Regions from separate parts of the Sus scrofa genome. Here region 2 is linked to region 1. A link is a contact called in public HiChIP or PLAC-seq data. All regions are on one chromosome and are shown on one strand. Each heading gives the region's core, a stretch centred on a gene start, on an enhancer-like site or on the middle of the called end of the contact. The rest is flanking DNA. Distances are from core to core; before and after follow the strand shown. Region 1 holds the start of PIGO (GPI ethanolamine phosphate transferase 3). Region 2 holds the start of CREB3 (cAMP responsive element binding protein 3).

Region 1 (6,032 bases), core at 2,517-5,016:
TGAGAACACCTCAGCTATTACCTCCCCGATGTTCCCAAATGGGATGGGCAGGCCCAGCAGCAGGGCCAGTGTAGGCACAAGGCTGATTTGAGGGATCACCTCTGGCTCCTAAAGACCAAAGACAGGGGTCAACGGGTTCACCAAAGAGCTGAGGTCAGTGTCTGGGATGGAAGGTGTAGGGGCCTAGGTAGGAAATAAGAATGGGGGATGCCCAGGGTCATGAACCTGGGGGCTTAAATTGGAGGGATCCACAAGGATACTCTGATCATGATGTGGGCTGAACAGCAGGAAACCACACAAAGCACATCTCAGGCCTCACCTCGGGTGGGGCACTGGGAAAGAGGGCTGTGGGACTATACAAAAAAAGTGCAGCCGAGTTCTCCAGCTCACTGTCTCCTCCATGGTTCCCATTCGTGGTCATCCCATGGTCCCCAGTCACCACCAGCAGTGTGTCATTCTCCAGATGCTCCACAAGTCCCCTGGGGCCAAGAAATGTGTCAGGAGTAGAGATGGATAAAGATTTTTCTGAGGGCCCCATTCAGTCCCAGCCAGAACTTCCATTAGAAGGACCTATATCTCTGGCAAAATGACACCTCTTTGGTCATGACCCAAACCACACACGGGGTTACTCAAAATGAACGGGGCCCCTAGCTTCAGAAAAAGGCCGAGAGAAGACATAATTCAGCTAGGAAAGAGGCTCTAAATAAGATTTTTTTTTTCTCTTGCTTGGGACCACATACCATGACATTCTCATTCACAAACCCATCCCCACCCCCAGCCAACATCCACACTCACTGGATCACTTGGTCCATTTGGCTAAGTTTCTTGGCCATTTCAGGATGGTGAGGTCCATGCTTGTGGCCACAGTGATCCACACCCAGGAAGTGAATAATCAGCACATCCCATTCACCACTGTCCACTGTAGAAGAGAGAACGTGAGCACAGGGGACTAAGGCTCACTCCTCAACTCCACCTAGGTTCTGATGCTCCTACGTTCAGGAACAAGTCCAGGCCATTGCACACAGAATTTGTGGACTGAAGCAGCCCTCCCCAGCTCCTAGTTTTAGGCCTGTCTCTGGCCCCATGCTCACTGGTTGGGTAGAGACGTTCCAGGATACCACTGTCCACTGTGTGCAGGTCTCGGACATCAAATGATGGGAAGAAGAAAGCTTGGGAGAAAGCTCCAGGAAAAAGATCATTCCAAGTTTCATCTCCCATGAAGACCACACGCCTTCCTACAAAGACACAAGAGTGAGTCATAGCCGGAGCAGGAGTCAGAGGACGGGGAACAGGAGGGACCTTCTACAGATCTATCAGAATCCAAACCATGCACTGAGTCACAGCAGGTCCATCCAACAACTCTTTATCCTTCAAGGCCTAAAATTTTCTGCCAGGAAGCTTGCCCTGATAACCATGTACCACCCAGACCACTTATTCCTTATTCCTACAAAAAGCTGTGCTAGTTCTCAATCCCTGGCTATCTGTTTTTCTGTTTTTCCTGGTACACCTTCCTTTTTCCCAGTCAGTGAGTGGACAGAGCCTGGACCCTCTGATCTCTCCTCACTTGTGAGAACACTAAACCCACATCTTTTTTTTTTTTTTTTTTTTTTTGCCATTTCTTGGGCCGCTCCTGTAGCATATGGAGGTTCCCAGGCTAGGGGTTTAATTGGAGCTGTAGCCACCGGCTACACCAGAGCCACAGCAACACAGGATCCGAGCCGCATCTGTAACCTACACCACAGCTCATGGCAATGCCGGATCCTTAACCCACTGAGCAAGGCCAGGGATCGAACCTGCAACCTCATGGTTTCTAGTCAGATTCGTTAACCACTGAGCCACGAAGGGAACTCTTAGACCCACATCTTCTCTTGGGTCTTTCCCCTGCCCCTTTACTGAGAGCTCTCCCAAAGTAAAACCAATACCCCAAGCAGATTAGAAACTCCAGAAGGACAAAGCCCGGACCTGCACTCCCAGCATGCAGGGTTGTAACTCTCCTTCTCTGTACTCCTAGTTAAACATGCAGCTGGGCACCCAGAGTTCTGGCTACTTCTAAGGAAGAAATTCGCCAAGGTACTCCTGGCCTCCAAAGAGGCCCAGACTAACCTGTGCTGGTAAGCTGCTTAATGAGATTGTCTTCTGCTATGGCATAGCTGGCAAAATTACTGCCGGCATCAACAAAGGTTGGCAGTGAGCCGGTGGTGAGGGCCTTGATACGCTGCATGGTGGTGGTTGGGGGGTCAACTTTTGATTGGTAGAGCCTGGCATGGTGAGGCTGACTTTCCAGGATCCTCTGCAAGGAACTCAGTTTGCCCAGGAAGGGCAACGAGACAGGAGGTTCCCCAGAAACGTGTGAGAACTGGGGCTTTGCAAAGTCAAATCGCAGAGCATCTATCACCACCAACACAAGCCGGGGGAATCGGGAAGCCATCCAGCAGGCCCCAGGCTCCCCTTGGCTCCCCCATGGTAGGAACACGGGGCCTGGGGGCTCTTGGCAGCTGCTGTGGTTGTTGAGTTCCAATCGGGTGAGCAGGAAGCCACTGGTGAAGAGAGCAATGCCGGCATAGAAGAGGAAGCTGACCCAGGCCAGGAAGAGCAGTACTGAGATCTTCTGCATCCTGGTGGTGGCGGGGGAGGGAATTCATAACTGTAAAGCAAAGAACCAGTGGATTTTCTAGTCTCTCAATACAAAGCCCAGCTAGGATCACTTCCTCTTGGAAGTCTTCCTCAAGATAAACACTCCCATAGCCAACCCAGTGCAATGTTCCTCTCCACCAGTTATACCAGAGTTTCTGAAGGTGAGGTGCGCAGACTATGGGCATCGACCTGGAGCGGCTGTTTTAAAATGCTGATTTCCAGGCGCCACCCCAGATCCCCTGAATCAGGATCTTCGGCAATGCAGCACAGGCATTTGCACATGTGCTCCAGGAGATCCTAATGATGGAAAACACAGTCCACGAGAGAAACTTATTCCAAGTGGTAGACTGCTTTCTGACAGCCCGTTTCTCCGCCTCTCTCCTCGCCAATTTCAACACCCCTGGGGTGGTCAAAGCTCGCAGTCGCAGGGGGAATCCCGGCCAGGCTCACGGCGCCGCCTGGCGGGGCTCGAGGGAACGAAAGGAAGGAGTCCTACTCCGCTTCCGGACTGCCAGGATCGCCAAGAGACCAGAAGCGCGAGCTCTCCGGCGCAGCAGAGCAGAGGCGCGAGGTTCTGAGGCGTTTGGGCCTCGCCGGGACCAATCGTCCAGATGGCTCTACCTCCTCCGATGGCCACCCGGCCTCCGCCTAGGCACCCAGACCCGGGTACTAGACCTGCCAGACTGCGACCTCTGTGAGCGGGGTGGGAGGGTTCTTTACTAAGGGGAAAAGGCAGCTTAAGGGGGTTTGGGGAGACCCTGGCTCACCTTAAACGGCGCCCGGAAGTGCAGCGGCGGCGCCGGCGGCCTGGCACCACAGAGGTGCGTGCGCTGGATAGAGCAGCCCGCGAGGGATGCCCATCGCCACCTGCTGGCGCCTCCGAGGAAGTTCGGCAAGGAACGCAGGGCTGGCCAGAGAAGGAATCGGTGGGAGATTATGGTAATTTAGCATTGGGGGCAAGGCACTAAGCTAAAAAGTTCTGGGAACCACTGTCCATTCTTGGTTAAGACTAAGATCTGTGCTTCTGGAACCAAACTTAGCTTAAGTCCTAGCTCTGCCACTCATTGTCATTACTGGGCATTACCTCATCTATAAAATAAGGACAGTATTTATTACCCCCTTTTTGCCAAGCTGACTCCAACTGATGCGTTTTTATTCATTCTCTGCTAGTCTTTCACTAATTTTTTTTTGCCTTTTTTTTTTTTTTTTTTTTTTTTTTTTGCCTTTTCTAGTGCCGCTCCCGAGGCATATGGAGGTTCCCAGGCTAGGGGTCTAATTGGAGCTGTAGCTGCTGGCCTACACCAGAGCCACAACAACGCGGGATCCGAGCCGCGTCTGCAACCTACACCACAGCTCACGGCAACGCCAGATCCTTAACCCACTGAACAAGGCCAGGGCTCGGACCCGCAACCTCATGGTTCCAAGTTGGATTCCTTAACCACTGCACCACTACGGGAACTCCAAGTCTTTCACTAATTCTTACAACGCAATAATAAAAAGACAGTCCAATTTTAAAATCAGCAAAGATATGAAGGACATTTCTCCACAAAAGATAGATGCATGACCAATAAACACATAAGAAGATGCTCAACATCATCAGCCATCAGGGGAATGCTGGAGATACCACCTCAGACCCACGAGGATGGCTGTAATAAAAAAGGTGAATAACAAGTATTGGCGTAGGTGTGAAGAAATGTGAACCCTCATACACTGCTGTTAGAATTGTAAAATGCAACTTTGGAAAACAGTCCAGCAAGTTCTTCAGAAGGTTAATCATAGAGTTACCATATGACCCAGCAATTCCACTCATAGGTATTATACCCAAGAGAAATGAAAAACATGTGTTCACACAAAAAATTGCACACTCGAGGGTTCATGGTAGCATTATCATAATAGCCAAAAGGTAGAAACAACACAAATGCCCTTCATTGATGAATGGATGAACAAAATATGCTATATCTATACAATAGAATAGTGTTTGGCAAAAAAAAAAAAAAAGATGAGTATTGCTACATGCTACTACATGAATAAAACTTAAAAAACACGCTAAGGGAGTTCCCATCGTGGCGCAGTGGTTAATGAATCCGACTGGGAACCATGAGGTTGCGGGTTCGGTCCCTGCCCTTGCTCAGTGGGTTGAGGATCCGGCGTTGCTGTGAGCCATGGTGTAGGTTGCAGACACAGCTCGGATCCCGCGTCGCTGTGGCTCTGGCATAGGCCAGTGGCTACAGCTCCGATTCGACCTCTAGCCTGGGAACCTCCATATGCCGCGGGAGCGGCCCAAAGAAATAGAAAAAAAAAACAAAAACAAAAAAACACGCTAAGTAAAAAAGGCAATAAATAACAAAATAGCACATATTATTCCATTTACAGTAAATCTACAAAGTAAAGTAGTGGTTGTCTAAGGCTGGGGGGAGAGGACTGACTACTAATGGGTGCAGGGTTTTTGTGGTAGGGTGGGGATGGGGAAGCAGTGATGAAAATGTTCTAAATTGTGACAGTTGCACAATTCTGTGAATATACTACAAATTATTGAATTTACACTTTAAGCAGGTGCATTGCATTGTATGTGAATTGTATCTGAAAAACTTCAATTAAAAACAAAACAACTTCTCCAACATTTTCTCAAATCAGAGTGAAGCCTAAGTTCTTGTAGTTGCCCTACATGGCCAGCTCCTACACACAAATTCCCCACTTCCCTCTCTGATTTAGCTAGTTACAACTTCTTTGCTTCCTTAACTTTGCTGTCCACTGCAGCTGCTTTGCACTTCCAATTACAAGGCAGTGTACTCTGCCTCAGGACCTTTGCATTTGCAATCTCCTCTGTCAGCTTTATTCTCAGATACCCAGATGGCCTTCCCCTAATTTCCATATCTAAGCTTAAATGTACATCAATGAGGTTTCCTGCAACCCTCTACTTAATGTTACAGCCCCTTCTACTCAAATTCCCCATCTCCCTTCCTTTAATTTCCTTTATAGTACAACTCATCAGCATCTGAAATACTGTACGTCTTTCTTTTTTCTTTTTTCTTTTTTTTGGCCATGTCCATGGCATGTGGAAGTTTCTGGGCCAGGGACTGAACCTGTACCACAGCAGCAACCCAAGACACAGCGGTGACAATACTGATTCCTTATCCCACTGAGCCATCAGGGAACTGCTGATATGATGATTTGTCCCTTCCAAATAGAATGTAAGCTCACTGGGAGTAGGGAATTTTATTACTATATCCTCAGTGCCTGGCATATAGTTGAGATTCAATAAATAGTTATTAAGTGAATAAATTCTAATTCAGAAATATGTTGAAATATCCTCAAAGCCCCTTACCTCAGCTCAGGCCTCATCACCCTCTCCAGGATCAGAGGCAGCCTTCTTATGGTCCTTCCAGCCTCTCATCTCT
Region 2 (6,032 bases), core at 2,627-5,126, 560 kb after region 1:
GCAGGATGGAGCAAGCCGAGTGGTATGTGCTCGGGGGAGAGATCCCTTTAGATTTGGGAAGGGGGACTAAAATGCCTCCAGGAAAAGTGTCATTTGAAGTCAGGGTTTTAAAAAATAAAGATAGTAAAAAAAAATAACAACGATCTTTTATTGACTATTTGTCAGTTGCTTTGTGTACATGATTTCATTGAATCCTTACAACAACCCTGCAAGGTAGGTGTCATTATTTTCATTTTTACAGATCAGGAAACTGAGGCTCAAAGAGGTTAAATAAACACGTGTTCAAGGTACTTGTCCAAAGTCATGGAGCTAAGTGGTGAAGCCAGGATCCAAACCCAAGCTTCTCTGACTCCAAAGCTCAAGCTCTCTCCACGAGGCCGGAGATGAGTCAGGGGTGGCCTTCCAGGCAGAGAGAAAAGCATAAGCAAAGGTGGAGAAGCAGGAAATCACGGAGGAGCATTCAGGGAAGTGAGGAGGCAGGCTGGTTGAGGCGCAAGGTACCTGCAAGCGAGCAGTGGTGGGGAAGTAAAGGTTAGGGTGGAAAGGCAGGCGAGGACTTAGGAGGATGTGTCATCCCACCTACCAGAGGGTGACAGGAGGCCAGGGCGGGCTTTGAGCAGAGAGGACATAACCAGAACTAGACTTTAGGAAAATAACACTGGCAGCTACCTTGCAGATTGGTTAGAAAGGCACTGCATCAGCCCAAGTGACAGGTAATGACGCCAGAGTCAGAATGGGGGAGAGGAGAATGGCACTGGTTAGAAATTTTAAGAGGGAAAACGGACAGAATCTGATGACAGCCTGTCTTGTCCACCCTCAGGAACCAGGGCCCAAAGTCCGGCTGGGGTCCCCTAGCTTCCATTCATCAGTAGCCACTCAGAGTGGCTGGGGCAGCTAGAGTGTAGGTAAGGAACTGGGAAGGGGGGAGGGAAAGAGAGGATCCCATGGAGCTGAGACTGTGAAGATGTGGCTGCAGTGAAGGGCTGTGGTGAGTAGCCAGGTAGGGGCAGAAGTGATGGGACGAGTGACTAGCAGGCTGGAAATGAGGAAGCCAAGGTATCGAGAGAGGCTGGGGAAGGTTAACAGTAGGAAAAACACAGATATAATTAGTCACTGGATCAGGCTGGGGGAAGGAGAAGAGGAATTATGTGGATGGTGGCTAAGAGGGGGAATGACGGGGTGAGGTCAGAGGCCAGGTCAGGCTGCAGGAGGCTGGGAAGAGATGGGGCTGTGGTCAGTGGCTACATTAGGCTGGGATGGGGGGAGAGTGAAGGGACACTCGCAGTGTATAAATAAAGATGGGGCTCGAGAGTGATGAGGGGCAGCCAGTGGCTGGGTCAGGCTGGGGAGGGGGTGGTACCGTGGTCAGTGACAGGGTAAGGCTGGGAGTGAAAGGGGGTGTGGTCAGTGGCTTGGCTGGGCGTGGGATCAGCAAGACCCAATTTCCTCTTTGGGTCCCGTTTCCTCTTTTCTGTGTGGGGAGTGGGGGAAGGGGATCTATAAGCAGACCAAGAAATTAAGGAGGCTTGGAATCAGGGAATGGCCCATAGCAGGGACCATGAGGACTTGACAGTTGCGTTGGGCTGGGGGCGGGGCGTTCGGCAGATGACCCGGTGCAGGTGAAGGAGCGGGTGAAAATGGCAGGAGAGAGCTTTAACATGACCGGCAAGCTCAGATGTGGGCGAGATCAAATGCAGGCAGGATGTGTGGATTAAGAGATGGGAAGGGAGGCCGAAGGCAGGCTGAGACAGATGATAAGATGAACACCACGGGAGTGTTAAAGGCAAGCGGAGTATTCTGAAAGTGGGTATGCATGACGGGTTGGGCGTGAACTGCAGGGCCAGGGAGGAGAGTTGCAGAGGAAGGCTTAGCATCTAGGGAGTGAGGGAACGGGGAGGCAGTAGGACTGAACTCTAGAGGATTAAGCCATCCCCTTCTCCCATGGCAAGCTTCCTTGGCCGGCCTTTCCCTTAACTGACCCACCAGGCCCCTCTCCCCTAGATAGTCCCCCATTTACTATGAAGCCTAGCACATCTCCTGGGTCCCTAACACCTTCCCACCTCCTACCTTGTAAATAACATGGTCCAGGAACCCCTGCCCCTCACCTGTGGTGGCCACAGCAAGAGCCTTGGGCTTAGAGAGTACAATGCAGCTGGAATCCCAGATGCCTGCAATTCTAGCTGAAGCTCAGAACCCTACCCTGTAATCAGTTTATCATTTCTCTGCGCCAAAGAAGCCCCCACGGCGACAGAGAAACAAGAGCCCTCCCTGCAAAAAAAAAAAAAAAAAAAAAAAAGAGCACCTGCCAATCTCTTAAATTTTACCTGCCTGAGGTCACCTACCCTGACCTCAGCCTATAACCCCTAAAACTGTCCTTAGTTCCCAACATTAACCCCGATCCCAATTTGTCTCCTGATGCCCAATACTGGCTTTAACATTCAGCTCTTTCCCAGCAGACACTTGAATCCAATCCCTGATCCCTAATTTTGATCTAAATTTTACCTTTAGCACCAAATCCCAACCTTACCCCTAGAGCTTGACCCCTGAACCTAAAGATCATGTGTCACTTGATTCCTGAGTCACTCCTTCCCCGTTTTACCCCTAACACTGGCTATGCCAACGGTCTCTAATGCCTAAAACTGGATCTCGAGCGCCGTTCCTGCTGCTGACCCTTAACCCGACCCTGGACTCTAACTCTGGCTTAGGCTGACCATCCTAGAACACAAAATAATGTCCTTAATCCAAACTTTACCTACCCAAAACGGACCTGACTCACGCTCATAACTCGAAATTTAAACCCCTAAAGCTAACCTTGGCTCCTAAACCCAATACCACCTAATCCCCAACCCACCCAGGGCGCTCCTACCCACATACCCGCCATCAGCCAACCTCAAAGCCGATCCCCGCCCTGCGTCGCACTGCCACCCACTCTTCACCCTCCCCCAAACCTATCCCAGACAGGGGGCTGCTCCCAGCAAGGGAGCAGAAAAGCCTCCCGCAAAAAGGCCTCTTGAACTCCCAGCCCAAGCCGAGAGACACTGGACGCTGACCTCTCCAACAGGACCCGAAACAGGAGACGCAGTCAAGTCAGGGGCCCCGCCCGCCTCCCGGGCCCGGCCTTGCGGCCCCACCCTGAGGCCCCGCTCGCGGCAGACCGGCCTACCTGCGCTGCCCGGCTCTGCGCCCCGCCCGCCGGCCCGCTAACCCGCTCGTTCTCCCGGTGGCTCTCGGGCTCCGGCCTCGCCCTCCCTTCGACACTCTCGGCCACTTCCGTCCGGGAACGTCCCCCGCCCGCGGGCGGCGCCCTGGGCCCGCGCTCTATGGTTGCGGGGACCGCAGGAAGCTGCTCTGGCCCCAGATCTCGATGCTCAGGAGCCGGCCGAAGACCCGCAGCCCCTCCCCGGCAGGAAGCGAGGGTGCGGCGCAATCCCAAGAAGACGCCCGAGCTGGGCCCGAGGTCCCGGTTGCGCGGTAGTCCTTCCTTTTCCTAGCCCGGGGCGAAGGCGGAGGCGGAGGCGGAGGCGGCTCGCCGGAATGCCCGCCCTCGGGGAGTGAGGGGCTGGCAAGGACGTCCCCTCTATTTGCATAGTGCCCGGGACGTGGCGTGCACCAAGGCCACTTCCGCGTCCGGGGAACTCCAAGTCCCGGGATGCCTCAGGGCTCGGTGCGTCACTTGTGTGGTGTTGGAAGTGGCTAAGACTCAGGCTGGGAGGCGGGTCGGGTTTGTGAGCCACCTCCGGCATCCAGGAGGAAAACCCCGCTTGCGGAGCCCATAGGTGTGGCCCACTGACGATCGGTGGGAGTCGTGCGTGGGGTTGGGAGTTGACTCCGGGTGTACTTCTGTGTTTCTGCTCATCCTTTCCGTAGATGTCTCATATGGAGCTGGGGTTGGACTCGGGTGACGATGACTTGCTGGGCTTCCTGTTAGAGGAAAGCGGAGGTCTGGGGGCGGCGCGGGACGAAGCCTTGGAGGCGCCCCTGGATTGGGAGCTACCACTTTCCGAGGTGGGGGGGGGCTCTGAGTCCGGGAGGCCCCGGGCGGGATGGAGGGGTGTCTCTGAGGCAGGGGGTGGTGATCAGTCAAAGTCTGTTAATCTGAACCCTGGGCAGGCATTGAGCGATTGGGACGTAGAGGATTTCCTGAGCTGCCTGTCGAGTCCCCCAGCATCGTTGACCGATTTTAGCCACTCTGACCCCTATCTTGTCCACCATGATCACACCTATTCCCTGTCACAGGAGTATGTCTCCATAGATCTAGGTGAGTCTGATAGAGGTGAAGTTTGGGGGAGGGGAGGGGACTATGGACCTGGCTGTTTATACTTTCCCTCTTGCAGATAATGAGGATTATGAGAAGGAAGGGGCCCAAATGACTTCCCTGCGTGTGGAGGCGCCCGCAGAGCAGGTAACTTGACTTGGTTTACAGGACGATTATTCCCACATTGACCGGGTTGGGGCAGGAGTCCGAATTTCTCTCTGACACCCTCTTGCACCTGTGCTGCCCACCTCTTGGAACCCCAGGAGATTGGTGAGCTGATACTGACGGAGGAGGAGAAGAGGCTTTTGGAGAAGGAGGGGCTTACTCTGCCCGGGACACTTCCTCTCACTAAGGTAAGACTCCCATTCGAGGAGCAAAGACTGGATGCAGGGGTTAAGTCCCTAGTAGGCTGACTCTGTTAATTTTATATCAGTAACTTGAGAAAGGACTGAGGCGAGATGCTGAGTCCAGCTTCGCAGGTAAGGGCTGAGGAACGGGTGCTGTAAAACTTGAGAAAAAGTTAGCATAAAACAAGACACAGAGACATTTATCTTAATTGCGGGTGGGAACTGGGGGACTCAAGGTCTCAGGGACCAAGAGCAGTGCCTCAAGAAACCACACTGCTTTTATTGTGCTCTTTAGGATTACATCAAGTGAGGAGGGGGTTGTAGGTGCAGGACATAGTTCTTTTATTATTTTAAAAGTCACATAGCTGGTAGCTGGTTAAGCTTTTATTCTGACCTTTAGGCATTAACAATCACTAGCATTGAAGAAGCTGGATATTAGCTCTCTGTGCATAGCACCTAGAGAATTATCATTGTGCTTCCACAGACAGCATGCCTATCTGCTGCAACCTGGCATGCCTAGGTTTGTACCTCCTTGCTGATGCATATTCTGCTAACGACCGCTCATAAACCCCCTGGGGCCTTGAGGCGCCTCTTCCTCTTATTTTAACAGGACGTATCATGCTGTGCAAACTGCATGCCTAGACCAACGCATTATGTCCTCATTCAGCTGACCACGTGAATACTTATGCCTTTTGGTCTTTGTTCTTAAGCTTAAATTATTTACTAGCATGGTGACTGTTTTTCAAGCTGGAATATGGGGTTAAGTAAAGCAGGACAAAATGGAATTTTCAGCATAGAAAATAGAAGCAAAGAGGCTAAGAAAAGATTGTAGAAACACGTCTCCTGACAGCGAGAGATTGGCACGTTTGTTGTTTGTAGGAAGCTGTAGTTAATATGCTGGATGCCGGGGCAGATCCTGGTTTTTGTAGGGCTTGTACAAACTTTGGTGTTCTCTTTAAGTAAGAATTCAAAATCATTAGTGTAATATTGGTATAGGGATTTGCAAAGTACTGTGGGAACAGGGGGGTCCTGACACTTAGATTTCACTAGTTTTACACTAATCCACCTATGGCTGAATGGTTAAGTTTTAGAATTCATCAAGGCTGGACTAAGGAGTATAACAAAAATAAATGTAAAATCCTGAGTTTTGCTTCAAGCAATGAGTGGCAGCTTCACATGTGCGGTATTGTGATACTATGATGAAATCAATATTTACTGATAGAAAGATAAAGAGACTTTAATTTCTTAAAAGTACAGTAGTGTGATATGACTACTAAGAGTGAATAGGCCTGGAGTTCCCGTAGTGGCGCAGTGGTTAATGACTCTGACTAGGAACCATGAGGTTGCAGGTTCGATCCCTGCCCTTGCTCAGTGGGTTAAGGATCCAGCGTTGCCATGAGCTGTGGCATAGGTGGCAGATGCGGCTTGGA

What was found. HiChIP or PLAC-seq counts read pairs in DNA pulled down with a chosen protein or histone mark.
Region 2: a contact with region 1 is called in an H3K27ac HiChIP or PLAC-seq map of alveolar macrophages. The contact joins the promoter of CREB3 here to the promoter of PIGO in region 1. A contact is called at or near these places in 1 of 5 promoter capture datasets (liver), 1 of 47 Hi-C or Micro-C datasets (skeletal muscle) and 2 of 2 datasets of contacts at active chromatin or transcription factors (alveolar macrophages and skeletal muscle).

Annotation. Positions count from the first base shown.
Region 1 is chr1:235,884,572-235,890,603 of Sscrofa11.1, forward strand. It overlaps PIGO (GPI ethanolamine phosphate transferase 3), which reads right to left and starts at 3,767. Exons shown (of 10, transcript XM_021065447.1): 1 at 3,402-3,767; 2 at 2,104-2,644; 3 at 1,092-1,235; 4 at 796-919; 5 at 320-479; 6 at 1-108. The coding sequence starts at 2,614.
Region 2 is chr1:236,447,392-236,453,423 of Sscrofa11.1, forward strand. It overlaps CREB3 (cAMP responsive element binding protein 3), which reads left to right and starts at 3,877. Exons shown (of 9, transcript NM_001123220.1): 1 at 3,877-4,005; 2 at 4,111-4,258; 3 at 4,335-4,402; 4 at 4,519-4,608. The coding sequence starts at 3,877. TLN1 (talin-1) reads right to left here and starts at 3,587. Exons shown (of 57, transcript XM_021065688.1): 1 at 3,164-3,587.